4 separate regions of the Mus musculus genome follow, and regions 1, 3 and 4 are each linked to region 2. The links are chromatin contacts, called in public Hi-C and promoter capture Hi-C maps. All regions are on one chromosome and are shown on one strand. The core of a region is the stretch at or near the end of the contact, and the rest is flanking DNA. Distances in the headings are between cores, read along the strand shown. Region 1 overlaps Slmap (sarcolemma associated protein). Region 2 holds the start of Il17rd (interleukin 17 receptor D). Region 3 overlaps Slmap (sarcolemma associated protein). Region 4 overlaps Erc2 (ELKS/RAB6-interacting/CAST family member 2).

What was found. Promoter capture Hi-C pulls out the DNA fragments that hold promoters and counts their contacts. A called contact is a pair of places that touch in the nucleus more often than the background predicts.
Region 1: a contact with region 2 is called in a promoter capture Hi-C map of liver, with 2.1 times the contacts expected there. The contact joins the enhancer-like site here to the promoter of Il17rd in region 2. A contact is called at or near these places in 5 of 39 promoter capture datasets (3T3-L1-derived adipocytes, the HPC-7 cell line, HPC-7-derived erythroid cells and 2 more) and 1 of 15 datasets of contacts at CTCF or cohesin (large pre-B cells).
Region 3: a contact with region 2 is called in a promoter capture Hi-C map of the HPC-7 cell line, with 11 times the contacts expected there. The contact joins the enhancer-like site here to the promoter of Il17rd in region 2. A contact is called at or near these places in 10 of 39 promoter capture datasets (the 3T3-L1 cell line, the C10 cell line, the HPC-7 cell line and 5 more), 2 of 15 datasets of contacts at CTCF or cohesin (large pre-B cells and pro-B cells), 25 of 484 Hi-C or Micro-C datasets (B cells, the Ba/F3 cell line, the G1E-ER4 cell line and 15 more), 6 of 115 datasets of contacts at active chromatin or transcription factors (the SCID.adh cell line, embryonic forebrain, embryonic stem cells and 3 more) and 3 of 9 other capture datasets (embryonic stem cells, liver and pancreatic islet).
Region 4: a contact with region 2 is called in a Hi-C map of the N1E-115 cell line, with 6 times the contacts expected there. The contact joins the enhancer-like site here to the promoter of Il17rd in region 2. A contact is called at or near these places in 2 of 39 promoter capture datasets (the C10 cell line and pre-B cells), 1 of 15 datasets of contacts at CTCF or cohesin (large pre-B cells), 3 of 484 Hi-C or Micro-C datasets (the N1E-115 cell line, embryonic stem cells and pro-B cells), 1 of 115 datasets of contacts at active chromatin or transcription factors (craniofacial prominence) and 1 of 9 other capture datasets (pancreatic islet).

Annotation. Positions count from the first base shown.
Region 1 is chr14:26,439,532-26,442,976 of GRCm38.p6, forward strand. It overlaps Slmap (sarcolemma associated protein), which reads right to left. Exons shown (of 23, transcript NM_001310445.1): 14 at 3,044-3,103. Among named protein-coding and RNA genes, the nearest start is that of Gm34223, 37 kb to the left of the region's middle. Within about 2 kb of position 1,705, at least 50 of the 459 cell types and tissues checked have an H3K27ac peak or open chromatin away from gene starts, as enhancers often do. A contact at or near this core is called in liver, where this site is marked.
Region 2 is chr14:27,037,618-27,041,019 of GRCm38.p6, forward strand. Il17rd (interleukin 17 receptor D) reads left to right here and starts at 1,384. Exons shown (of 13, transcript NM_134437.3): 1 at 1,384-1,612. The coding sequence starts at 1,487.
Region 3 is chr14:26,471,569-26,475,034 of GRCm38.p6, forward strand. It overlaps Slmap (sarcolemma associated protein), which reads right to left. Exons shown (of 23, transcript NM_001310445.1): 3 at 2,331-2,403. Among named protein-coding and RNA genes, the nearest start is that of Gm24031, 24 kb to the right of the region's middle. Within about 2 kb of position 1,598, at least 1 of the 459 cell types and tissues checked has an H3K27ac peak or open chromatin away from gene starts, as enhancers often do. A contact at or near this core is called in the HPC-7 cell line, where this site is marked.
Region 4 is chr14:27,729,451-27,732,683 of GRCm38.p6, forward strand. All of the region lies in intron 2 of Erc2 (ELKS/RAB6-interacting/CAST family member 2), which reads left to right. Among named protein-coding and RNA genes, the nearest start is that of Erc2, 110 kb to the left of the region's middle. Within about 2 kb of position 1,686, at least 8 of the 459 cell types and tissues checked have an H3K27ac peak or open chromatin away from gene starts, as enhancers often do. A contact at or near this core is called in the N1E-115 cell line, where this site is marked.

The sequences.
Region 1 (3,445 bases), core at 455-2,954, 600 kb before region 2:
GGTGTTTTTTGAGAGCTACCATGCCATATCAGACATTCTAGGCTACTGTTCTCAAAGCAACAGTTGATTAAAGATGGTGGGTGACTAAATCCCAGCCAGTATCTCTAACAGCACACCTATGTATTCTATGGCATTCTTTGGGACAGGGTTTACAGAGAAAGCCATTCTCCAACCAAAACTCTATAGAATCACACCTAGGCTTCAGTTAAGCTTCAGATAGAAGAGTTTAGCCACACTCTTATCCCTGTATTGATTGATCCCCACGAGAGTTCAGTTATGCAGGCTTCTTTGGAGGGTTATGCATAAGAACTCACTGTAGACTGCAATTCTTTGCTTGAGTCTACGTTCCTCAACAACCATTTTCTCTATCTGGCCTATTTATGCTGCAAAGCATCACTCTTACCACACTGCTGCTAAGGAAACATTTATTTCCCTAGTGTATTACTTTTTTTATTATATCATTTTTGTTACTGCTTTTCTTTTTCCCCTGTTGACCACATTCTGCTGTCTCAGGGTATGCAGATGCTATCTCTCTAGTGAGAAAAATCATACTCATTAGGGGATTACTATCTTCATAAATAATCATGACATTTATCTGACCACACCATTTGTGACAATATTTATCAAAATTTAAAATATGCAAAACCATGGACTGGAGTGATGACTCAGCAGTTAAGAACAATTCCTATTCTTGCAGGTAACCCTAATATGGTTCCAGAACCCAGAGTGGCTCACAACTCACTGTAACTCTAGGTCCTGGGAATCCAACACTACTTCTGGCCTCTGTGGGTACCAATACATATACAGTGCATATACATTCATGCAGAGTAATACTCATACATATAAAATTAATAAATCTAATAAATAAAGTTTATGAGCCCACTTTTACTTTCCTCTAAGGAAGTAGTTGAATATGTGAAATAAGACATAACGATGCTCACTACAGTACCCTCATTATGAAAAAATGAAATGTGTATTGAACATATTCAAGATACATGTAATATTACTGACTGAAACTTAAAGACAGTAAGTATAATACATAAAGATTACACTACTTGTATATTTAGAGATTGTTTCATTTACTCCCTCCCCCCTTTTTCTTTCCTAAGACCCCGTCTCCAAATCAAAGCAGCCAACCTAACACACACCAGAAAGAGTGGAGAAACTGAGGTTGAAAGTTTCCGTGAGCTGCCTGAGGACATGCAGAGAACAGAATGGTTGTGCTGCATCTATCTATGTCCAAGCGTCTACAGATATGTCCTGAGTTAACCCTAACTCAGAAAGCACGTGCAAGGCATGGTTATATGCATGAGAGTGAAGCCTTCAGAGGAGCTGATAACTCCTAGCAACTGTCATTTTCAATGGAGTAATGAAAAAGTTCACCATAAAATCACTAATGCAGTTTTTTAAAGACAAGTAACTGAGTCAAATTCCAAGGAAATATTTTATAGCCAGTCTGAAAACATTAAAATGTAACTTTTATGGCCACCTGGTTTGGCAGTGTGAAAAGTACTAACAAGTGCTGATTAATGAAATATGAAACACGTATTATGACTCTTGGAAAATGAATTAAACTCATTTGCATGGAACTATTTGCCATAATAGGTTTAATAAATGTCTGACTGAAACAAAGAACCTTGAACATTGGTCTAGCTTGTTCCCTAAGATAAAAACACAGCCAATGTGGTCCCTCCCCATTTGTAATCTCAGCATTCAGGAAGCTAAGACAAGAGCTCAAGGCTAAACAAGGCAACACAGTAAGAGTTTGTCTCAACAAAAAACAAACCAAGAGACCCAGAAGAGGAACTGCTGAATCAAAACCGGCTCTTCAAAACTTTTTATTTGTAGTTTTTTAATCCATAATGTTGCTCACAGCTTTTTCAAAAACCTGATTTCAAGCAAATCTATTCCATAATACACTGACATACCTAGGCAGCAAGGCACTTTTTGGAAAGAAACACCAATCACCCCCACCCTCTGCTTTGCTTACAGTCCAAAGTGTTGCTTACTCAATCAACAGATTAGAATAGGAACTTAGGAGGTGAAGTAAAGGCTATTTTAAAGTCTGTTCTCATCTGTTTAATAAGACAAAATAAATTACATCTGTACTAAAAATAGTTCACTGTTCTGCAACCTAATGCCCATCAGCCAGAACAATCTCAGCATTGCATGTCTATGCATTCTTTCTCCTTATATGGCATCTACTGTGCACAAAACTCAAAATGAAAGCTTCCAGACATCTGAAATAACACAATTTGTTTAAAAACATTTTAAAAAGCAAGTGAACCCAATTACTCTAATAATACAGAATGTACGAAAATAAACTGTTACAAACTCTTAGCATTTGTTGTTTTAACTAACTAACTAGGATTGTGAAGCTAGTTTTAAATTTTATCCTGGCAAAGTCTAATGAAAGCCCCACTCTAACAAGGAACACATCCTGCCAGACTTACTTACCTAGCTGTCCTATGCTTAAAAGCAGCAGTATGGTGCTTTAAATTTTAATTTTCTTCCCTAAGTTTAACTAATAATAATAATAACCTATTTTGATGGTATTACTAGACTTAATTATAAAATATAACATGATTTTACATTGCTAAAAGTCATCACTTTTGTTTTAATCAAACTAAGATAACAAAATAGAGAAATACTGAATACCATAAGGAATGTTAAATATATAGTAGTCTTCAAAATAAAATTTTAAGTATTTTTCACTCTTAAAAGATTGCCCTGTGTTGACTAAGACTGAGATGAAAACTGACAACAATGTAGCAATGAGAGGAAAGGATCAACTGCAAACCTACCACAAGCATTAACCTTAAAACCACACACAAATGCCTACAGTAAAAGAAACTTTCCTATTTTTTCTTAAAATAAACATACAAATACTTTATATAATATCCGATACTGTTACTAGAGTGACATTTTGTAAGCTGTAAGAAATAAGCTCATGGTTAAAATACAACAACCTTGAAATTCTAAACTAACTTTCATTATCCAAAATACCTGTAAAACCACGGGGGAGAGAAGACAGCAAACTAACCTTTTGAAAGCTTTGATTCTTCTACCACTTTGGTTAGATGCCCTTGGACCATCAGCTTCTCTGCCAAAGAAAAGAAGCGTTAGCACCGAAGCTCAAACAGAGCCGCATTCCCTGAGAGGAGCAGTGTAACACATTCCATGACCAAATTTAAAGACATCACTCCAGGACCAAGCTTCAACCAAAAGCTTGAACCTTGAAGAGGAAGTAGAGAGCTACACTTACTAGAGCAATCACATTACTGCAGAGAACGGGGAGTAGGGAAAGAACATGCCTTCTGTTTTCATCAGACACCAGCCTATTATAAAGTCTAGACTCTTGTATGAGGAAACAAAAGAAACAACCAACAGGAAATCGTTAAGTCCTGGGTATGAAGTTGAAATAAAGGACTTTGGGAAGGCAGTT
Region 2 (3,402 bases), core at 134-2,633:
CTTGGATTCTAGTCATTAAAACCTGTGTTCAATTCATAACAACCACATTATGGCTCACAACCATCTATAATGGGAATCAGATGCCCTCTTCTGGCCTGCAGGTGTTCATGCAGATAGAATGCTCACATAAAACATAAAACAATAAAATAAAATTTAGAGAGAGAGGGAGATAAACGTGTGGGGGTATTTTAAAATCACTGATTATAACAAAAACACTGGGCCTGGATTGATTAGTAAGTTATGGAACACATCAAGGCAGGAGTGCATGTAGATTAAGGAGCCAATAACCTCATGGTTGTCTTAGTTTTTCACCAAAAGCTAGGTCATCCATCCTGACAATATCTCAGTCTGTGGCAGCTCTGAGCCTGGACAGCCTTTGCTAAGGGGACTTTGAATGCCTAGAGTTTAAAGGAGCGTGGGAGAAAAGCTCTGACTTGCAGATTCTTGCAAGGAGCAGTGTGCTTCTTGCATCTACTCAGAGAAAGCTCATCTGGAAGGGCAGTCTTCTGTGGACCTCGTGACCCCACGATGAGGACAGGTGCCTACCCACTGTGGCTGTCTTAGGGTTTTCCATTGCTGTGAAGAGACACCATGGCCAAGGCAACTCTTTTTTTTTTTTTTTTTTTTTGAGACAGGGTTTCTCTGTGTAGCCCTGGCTGTCCTGGAACTCACTCTGTAGACCAGGCTGGCCTCTAACTCAGAAATCCACCTGCCTCTGCCTTCCGAGTGCTGGGATTAAAGGTGCGCACCACCACCGCCCGTCTTGACTCAATCTTTATCTTTTTTTTCATAACTGTCGATTTGTCCATCCAGCAAGGCTATGTGACCTTATGAAAGTCAGTTCGTGGTTGTAGCCTTTATTGATTGCTTCCTACATGTTAACAGAACTCTCCCTGGATGAAGAGTCTTGTTCTTCATTTCGTCTTACTGGGAACAGCACTTTGGAGGAAGCAAATAATTTGTCCTGGGTCCCAGGAGTAAATGTAGAGACAGGATTTCCCTAGAGGCTTTATTATGACATTTCCTTGTCATTTCATTGGTAGGGTGCAAGAAGGAACTTGACATTTGAAAAGCAAGTACTTATTAAATCATTAATTTTAAAATTACTATTATTATATTCTTTGATTCGCCCCAAGTTTTTGCATGGAGAAGTCATTTGGACAAATCCTTTGGATTAAAAAAAAAAAAAAAATCCCTTAGTGCTGAACCTCCTGCTGTGTCAATCTCCGGTGGAAGCCAGAGTCTCCTGTGCATTGGGGCGGGGCCAAGACCGAAGGGCCGGGCTACAGGATCAGAACCAGGACGGAAAGCTGAGATTGAGGGCGGAACCTGGAGGAAAGAGGAGGGGCGAAGCCCGGCAGCGCATGCCCGGTGAGGGCTGCCAGCCTCGGCCGCCGCCGCTACCGCCGCCGCCCACTCGGGACTAGAGAGCGAGCTACAGGCAGCAACCTAGCGGAGACCGGCCCAACTGGGCGAGCGTACGGCCATGGCCCCGTGGCTGCAGCTCTGCTCCTTCTTCTTCACTGTCAACGCCTGTCTCAACGGCTCGCAGCTGGCAGTGGCCGCGGGCGGCTCCGGCCGCGCGAGGGGCGCGGACACCTGTGGCTGGAGGGTAAGGCGAAGGCTTCTCCGGGTTCCAGGTTACCTGGGGGCGCGCCGCGCGCACAGGTGTTCGCGCGCAGGCGAGCGGGGACCGCGGGGATCGCTGGACGCCGGATCCGCGAGCAACGGGGTTCTCAGCTTTTCTAGCCGCTCATCCTGCGTCTGGATCCCCGGGCGCGCGTCTGCAGGTCCCGGACAGGATGAAAGGGGCCGCCGACCCCTGGCTTTGTGTTGTTAATGAGGCGCGGCCGCTGGCTGGGGTCCGACTCCTGAGGGCGGGTGGCTGGGCGGAGAGGCGGGGGCCGTGCGCCCCACCCTTTGTTCCCGGCCCTCTGCCCGGGGGATTGGGATCTTCCGGGCAGTGCGCAGGACCGGTGCACTTCGGAGCCGGTGTGGGGTTCGTGCCCTGGACCTCCAGTCCACAGCTCTGCGAGGGCCCAGGGCAGCCAGGGAAGGGTGTCTGGAGTGCTAGGGAAGGATGCCCCCCCTTTCTCGCAGTTGCTTTGTTTCTTTTAGGCATCGCCGTCACCTAACTTTTACCCAATCGCCGATTCCGAACTTTTTGAGAAACAGCCTTTCGTCTAGCTAATGGTCCCCTACCCTACTCCCTACCCCCACGACCCAGCTTGAGTTGAGGATGTTTTTGTGGTCAAAGGGCAGCGAAAGTTTGCTCCGCCAGGTGTCCCAGACCTGAGACCATGGTGGCTTCCAGACTTTCTTTGGGAACTTGAAAGCCTTCTTCCCAGAGCTGAGTGTTCTTTTGATGCTGTCTAGATAGTGCGGTCCTCTGGTTTGCGGACTTTGAACCTCCCACAGAGACAAGGGTGCTGCGAGTCAGTCCACACACACCTTGAACCCTATTGTGAGAACACAGGCTTTGCACTCCAGCAACCAGGAGCTTGTTTTCCTCACCTAGAAAGAAGGAAGAGGGGGTGGGGGTGGGCGTGTTGTTACTGATTTCCCCAGGGCGCAGGGGATACACTGGGGCAGTTTACTTAGACCGACGGTGACTTACGTTTTTCGATGGAAAAGTCTGTTCAGTCTCAGTACAGACAAGACCCAGGACGCGACACCTCTTAGGGATACTTGGCTCACTTGCTTCTCTCTTAGAGGGAATCCCGGTTCAGAAAACCAGGTATGAGCCAGGCAGCTATGGTTCTTTCACGTTTCGTGAACGCCGTTACTTCTTCCCGTTTAAGTAAAACCTCACCATTTCTTACTGTGTTCCATTGCAGTAAAACATCACTGTTAGTTTTAACACATTCCAGATTTCTTTTACGGTAATCTCAACGTTGACCTATCAGTTTTTAGAAGAGTTCAGATCTGGACTGGTATCGGCTGTTGCTGCCTTCCTGTAATAGCCTAGAGTACATGCCACTTGTAAAGTTATAACACTGGGTCTAAGTGGTCTCTGAAGGAGCCGCAGCGGTGTTTGTGTTCGTTAGGAATGTATCGCTCGATGTGACATCCCCCCCCCCCCTTGATGTGGTTCATCAGGGTTATTGACATTCTTGTCCTCTTGGGACTGTCTACAGCCCTTTCCTTGAGTCCTCGTCCCCTTTCCTGGATGAGCCTGGGAGCTTCTGGGCCTTGTCCCGGATTCCAGGCACTTTCCCGCGGCCTGGCTCCTTCTGTAATTGCCTGCTTGGTACCCACCTGTGAGAGTAGGCCCAGCTTACCCACCTCCTTCACACCCATCTTTTCTGTCCCTCCCTCCCTCCCTCCCTCCCTCCCTCCCTCCCTCCCTCCCTCCCTCCCTCCCTCCCTCCCTCCGTGTTACTTAGCTTCTGATTGCTTTCA
Region 3 (3,466 bases), core at 348-2,847, 570 kb before region 2:
TAAAACTCAAATAGATGTCTTAAACATGAGTTAATCTTTCTTGACTGCACAGGCAATATATGTTAGATATGGAATATGTGGGAAATATAAAAAACTAAACTAGAATTATGCAGTCCTAGCATGCAGAGACAACCATTTTTTTATACATCCCTTTTTTCTGTTGATATGTATATATACAGAGACATTAACATAAAAACCCTAAATTAAACAAATAGATCTTTAAAAATCTTTTAAAATAGTGACATAAGAAGTAAGTCTCTTTCCTCATAAAATCTGGTTAACTAGAAACAAACAAACAAACAAAAAACCCCAAAAGGCTTAAAAAAGGTCACATAACATGTATTTGTTTTTTACAGAAACTATATGGGGTATGAGCGTGCTGTTTGAATTGTTGAAAAACTTCTTGTATATACAAAGAGTATAACAAGGAAATGTTTAGAAAGCAAATTATTATTTAGTGTTGTTTGTAAAGCTATAAGCAATTTCTATTTCTTGTTGTAGAAAATTATAAAATATAACAAAACTAAGAAACAGTCAGAACTACCTACTGAAGATCTTAAACACACTATACACTATTTACATAGTAGCCTTGGCATGTATTCAACTATTAATATTAATAGCCCTTTAAGCAGGGGCTAGGAAGACGCTTTAGTAGGTAAAGCCCCACTGCTCAAGCATCCCCAGAACCTTGTAAAAGGTCAGGTGCTATAGCCCGCCTATAACCTCAGTACTTGGAAGGTGAACACAGGTAGATCTGTGAGGCTCACTGGCCCTATCCAATGAGATCCGGTCTCAGAACACAAAGCACACAGCTCCTAAGGATCAACAGCTGAGGTTGCCCTGGCCCTCCATATGCAGGCAACAGACATGCATACAAACATAAACACATGGTCACTAAATGAGAAACAGGTAAAAACTGTAACTATTGAAGGACATTGACAACCATGCCTTAAAGAAGCTGAAAGGCAAACAGCAACAGCAAGGTTGTCCTCTGATTGCCACACAAGCCATGGCACCAAGGTGTGTACACATGTGCACACACATGCACACATACACAAGCATGCACACACAAAGATAAGGCCCACATATTTTATTAGATGGAACCTAACAACACGAAAGACATACATGACTGCTCAAAGCTTTTAGCTCTATCAAAAATAATCTCATATTAACTACATTTCATATCAACTACCTCTATCAAAAATAATCTCATATTAACTACATTTCATATCAACTACCTCTATCAAAAATAATCTCATATTAACTACATTTCATATCAACTACCTCTAAACACTAGTCTTTAAAAAGCTGTGTATCACTGCTGGACTAACTAATTAGTCTATGACTGAAAGTTTACTCCTTGACCCATAAATTAGGCTTCCGCTATGTTAAGTTCTTGAACTTTACTGCAACTTAATAAACTGTAATTACATTTTAGTAAACTGTAATTAAAATAAATGTTACAATCTCTGCCATTCATCATTTGGCCATAAAATTACAGAAAGAAAAAAAAAACAAAACTATAGTAGGTCCTAAGCTGGCGGCCAGGAGAGACTATCACAGCCACAGGAAGGAAGGGAAGGACTCTGCTTTACCTCTTTCCTGCTCAGCTTTCCCTTAAACTCTAGACATTTTGGCACAGTCAAAGTCATGCAAACCACTAGTAAAATATAAACTGTAATGACAGGAAGCTCTTTTGAAGGAGGGAAACAAGCATCTAGCATAGTAAAGGCCTTTCTAAAATTAAAAGAAATAAGCATTAATATTTAAATACTTCCCAGCCCTTTCCATACCTCACAGTGATAATCTGTAAAAAGCACAGGATATACTTATGTTTACATTTTACACTCTAGATTTCATAGCAGGACTTGATATTGCTTCATTTAAAACATAAAATACAACTTTGGGGAGATTATTTTTTAACTCCCATTAAAAAATTACTAACTAACTATATTGACATCTTCAAGTTCTAGAACATAATAACGCCTACATTAACACCACAGGCAGTCACAGTGTAAAATGTCCTATATTATTATATCAAAAGGAACACAGTAACTAACATATCCTAAATATTGCAAAAAGCAACTAATTATACATTCAAATATACATTGTAAAATTAAACTTGGAAACAAATAACCTTTATCTCTGATACATTATTATTTACTAGATTTTCAAATAATATAAAAAAGTAATTAAAACTGAAGTATGTCAAAAGGTACTATATATACTTTTTAATAAAGTAATTTTGTAGATTAACAGCATGTCATCACTCTGAATATTGCCAACCAAGATAATTAATCCAAAACTTCACAGCACTAAATTATACTCACTCTGAACGAAGTCGGGCTTCCATACCATCTGGTAGAAAAAGTTTTATTGTGGAAACAATACACCCATGGGTAACTGGTTAAAACAAATAGAATAGTTGTTTAAAAATATGAAGCTTGGTGGGTCTCATATCTAAATTTGTATTTCATTCATAAAAGTAGTAATTCCTAAAAAAGTAAATACATCTAGTGGTTTAGTGATAGTATGCACTACCTTAGAAAAACTTTCAATTCCTTGACAGACAATGAAAGTCAACTGCCCAATGTACAGAAATAGTAAGAGGAGAGAAACTGACACATTTGTCCTACTTTGCTGATATCACACCTAGTCTACTGCCTTTTAAAACCTAGGCCTTATTCTTAATTCCTCTCTCCAACTATCTCCCAACCACACGCCATGAGACTTGGAAGTCCCTGATGCATACTTTAGATCATGTTATGCACTCTTCCCATGTCAAGGCTGCTGACACTTGAGAGTTCCTCTCTGATTCTCCCTCTATATAGTTGCTCTGACTCACACAGGAGGCTCTCCAGGACAGCTTTCATACAATTGTTTATCCTTCCATCTCCAATACCTTTTGATAAAATCACAGCAGTCTCTCTGTATATAATGCATAATATTGCTTCTCACTCCTTTTCCTACTGAAGGTTTTGATAGACAAGCCTCTCACATATTGCCAATTGTACAGACTATGGCCTTTTATAGAAAAAAAAGTCAAGTTTTGATTTCTCTGTTCTTAAAATACCATATCATTGATGGATTCAACAAATGGGTTAGTTTATTAAACTGACTTAAACCTCATGTAGGCAGACAAAAACAAATTATATAATGGTTTTAAGAGTAGTGCTTAAAGTGACTATATACATCTACCAAAACTCACTGAGTCTTATAAGCAAAATTGGAATATGTGACATATAATAGTTTTATTATATAGTTATATAAAATAGTTTATTATATATTTATATTTTATTATATGCTAATAATGTTATTATATAATATATTGTATAGTATAATAAATGTTATTTATGATATAGTTATGTAATATAGTTCTATTAATATATCAAATTATATCAATAAGACTATTATAACAATAATTATTGCTTTAGAGATATAATATGTTGAACAATTACAACCATAT
Region 4 (3,233 bases), core at 436-2,935, 690 kb after region 2:
CATGAGCTATGATCAGGATGTGTAAGCCAAATAAGTCCTTTCCTCCCCAAATTGGCTTTGGTCATAGTGTTTGTCACAGTGATAGAAAGTAAATTTGGATGTCTTCCTGAGTCCCAGAGGACTGCTACCTCACCATGTACAAAGTTAAAGGGAGAGGGAACACACATTGGCTTCAAGTTAACATCTGGTGATTCTAGAGCCAGCGTCTCTTCTGTAAGAGCATTAATCTTGTCATGGCAGCTCCACTGCTAACCACCCACCCCTGACTCTCCAAGGACAGTACCTCCATATGCCATCACACTTGGAGTTAGGGCTTTAGCATCTGAATGGTGGGGGAATTACAAAATTCAATTCTAACATGGGGACAGCAATGGCTACGGGTTCTTGTTTGAAAGAAAAGGTCTCCATGAAATTACATGGAGAGCCTGGACCATGAGCTTTGATTTCATGCTAGTCATTGCTTTTATAGAGCAAAGACGGATTCAAAGTGCAGAGTGTTGGATATCTTGGCAAAATGTAATTCACTTTATTTTTCTGCTTCTTTCTCTCATTCCAGGGCAGGCTTGGAGTTAAATTGTTCAGGAATATAGCTCTTCCCTTCCTTTGGGCTTGGACCTTATAAACTTTTGTAGCCTTACCCATCTTGTAGAGCTGCTGGGAAGGTTACTAAGACAAAAGAGAAAAGCATTGCAGGGGACCTGCCTGCCTTCACCCACCATAATCATCATCTATTTCTCTAAAATCATGAGAGTCTTTGTAAGTTTGAAACTTTGGGCTGTTTCCGTTGGTTCTTTATTTAGTTGAGTGTGCAACCTGTTTCTGCCCTTCCTGTGTTACGCCATCCCTGTATTTTTTGGCTTTTTAAGACTTAGTACTGCACAACATGCTGGCAAAGGAACTCAACCATGGCATACGTGGCTGTGTCCCACAGCGGGCAGCTCTGTCACTGGGACTGTTGGACAGCCAACACATTTGTTCTGATGCTAATAAAATGTGCCTGGGAGATGCAGTTAACCTTTAAAAGGCACAGTTTTTTAGTTCATATCTGGTAATTATAGGGCCAATATATCTGGATCTAGCAGACTGGCTAATTGCATAAGGGGGATAGGGTAGGGCAAGTGGGCGTGTCTACTCACTCAAAGGATGCTTCCCCTGTCCCTGAACCTTAGGTGTTGGTGAGATGAGCAGAGGGTAATTTGCTCCCACACCAGGCCCTAATTTCACTGTCACCCGATCGGTGTGTACACCAGGCCTACTCTATTTATGTCACTGGGGCCCCAGAACAAACTGTTCTGTGGATATTGCTTCAAAAACTAATGCAGTACTTCCACTTCCTTCAGAAATAAACTTTGAAAGCTCTGCCTCAGAGAGCTATTTTCTTCAGTTAAGTTTTTAAGAGTTGAGGCCCAGAGTTCTGGAGACCTTACTATCTCCTATCAGTCAGCTCTTTCCTCCTTTCTTGGTAGCTTTAAAAGTCCTAGGAGCCTAGGCTCAGGAAGCTAAGGCAGGAGGATATAGAGTTTAAGGCCAGCTTGGCCTACAGTGAAAGCCTGTCTCTGAGACACAAGTAATAGGTGAGGAAAAGCACCCCCCCCCCCGCCCCACTTCTTTTGTTGTGAACGTTTAACAGCTGTCTATTAATCTTGGCTGAAACAATGGACTGCACTGAGTGCACTTTGGGCTGTCAGGGCATACCCACAGAATACAGTCTAGCTAACCCTCCTGCCTTCATCCTCAGTTTCATCTGAGGTGGAAATAGCTGCAGCCCTGCAAGCCAAACACCAGAGGCCTGGAGACCAAGGTCCCCGGGCCTGGCAGGGCCATCTGGTTCCTTGATGAGCATTTATTTCCAAGAGGAGCTAACTCTGGCCTGAGCGGAGGTGCAGGAGCTCTTCTGAGGCTGACCCTCCCCCATCCACTGAACCTAGCTATGATCACCCCTGCAGCACGTACACTGGGTTAACTTTTTAATGATGGCTTCTGTGAGGAACAAACAGAACAAGATACAGTTCAGGAAAACGAAGGAACCAGAGAAGCTAAGAGAAGGAATTTGGTAGTGCTCCCTCCACGACCCTGTGTGTGTGTGTGTGTGTGTGTGTGTGTGTGTGTGTGTGAGCGCGTGCACTCGTGCACACAGAGGGACAGTTCTGAGTCCCACCCAGAAACAGCTATGGTATTTGAGAGCAGACTTTGGGATTAAGTCAGGTTGAGAATTCTGTATTCCCCCTTTCTAGCATCCTTGTTTTTATATAAAGATCTCATTTATAAACTTAATGTTCTTGCCCCACCTCTGAGCCTGCCAGCATTGTTTCTCCCTCACCACACTGCACACACTTTTCTCTTCATTAAATGACCAAGGTCCCTCCTTGGTTTTCCCAGGAACGAACAGAATGTGGGTAGCACCAGTGTTTTATTTTCATGGATCCAGCTACATCTGTGAGCAACACTTGGCAGACTGCTTGCCCGTCCAGGGCTGTCTTCATACCCATATTCGTTGTAGGCTTATTGATAACAGCTAGGGTATAAAACCAACCTTAATGTCACTGAGCAGAGGGTAAGATGATGTACCATATTATTTGGCATTTTAAAAGAATGTAGTGCTGTCTTTTGGGACAACATGAAGGCATATATAGGTGTTGTACTAAATAAAATAATTCAGGAATAGGAAGACAAGTATTGGTTGGTATCACTTAAACATAGAATAAAAATAAAATAAAACACAATAAATTGAACTCATCTGTCATAGAATGACAGATAAGAAGCTGAAGAAAGGAGAAAAGGGGAAAGACAATGGCAAAGTACCTGTAAGAAGGCACAGTGTTTCAGTAAGACAAGAAGTGTGTGTGTGTGTGTGTGTGTGTGTGTGTGTGTGTGTGTGTGTGTGGTGTGGTGGACATGTGTGTACAAATGCATGAGATGGGCAAAGGTCAACTTTAGGTGTTCTATTGCTCAGATGTTGTCTGCTTTGGGTGTTTCGTTTTTTGTATTTCTTGTTTTTGTTTTTGTTTTGTTGTTGTTGTTTGTTGAGTTTTAGATAGGGTTAGCCACTGGGGCTGGCCAACTATGCCAAGCAGCCAGCCACAGCTATCTGTCTGTCTCTGTGTCATGCCTAGAATTTTACGTTTGTTCTGGGGCTCAAACTCAGGTATTCGTGCTTGCGTGGCATGGCTTTTACAGTATGAGCCATTTCCTCAGCCTCCAAAGATTAAGCTTTGAGGTTTATTCCACAGCAA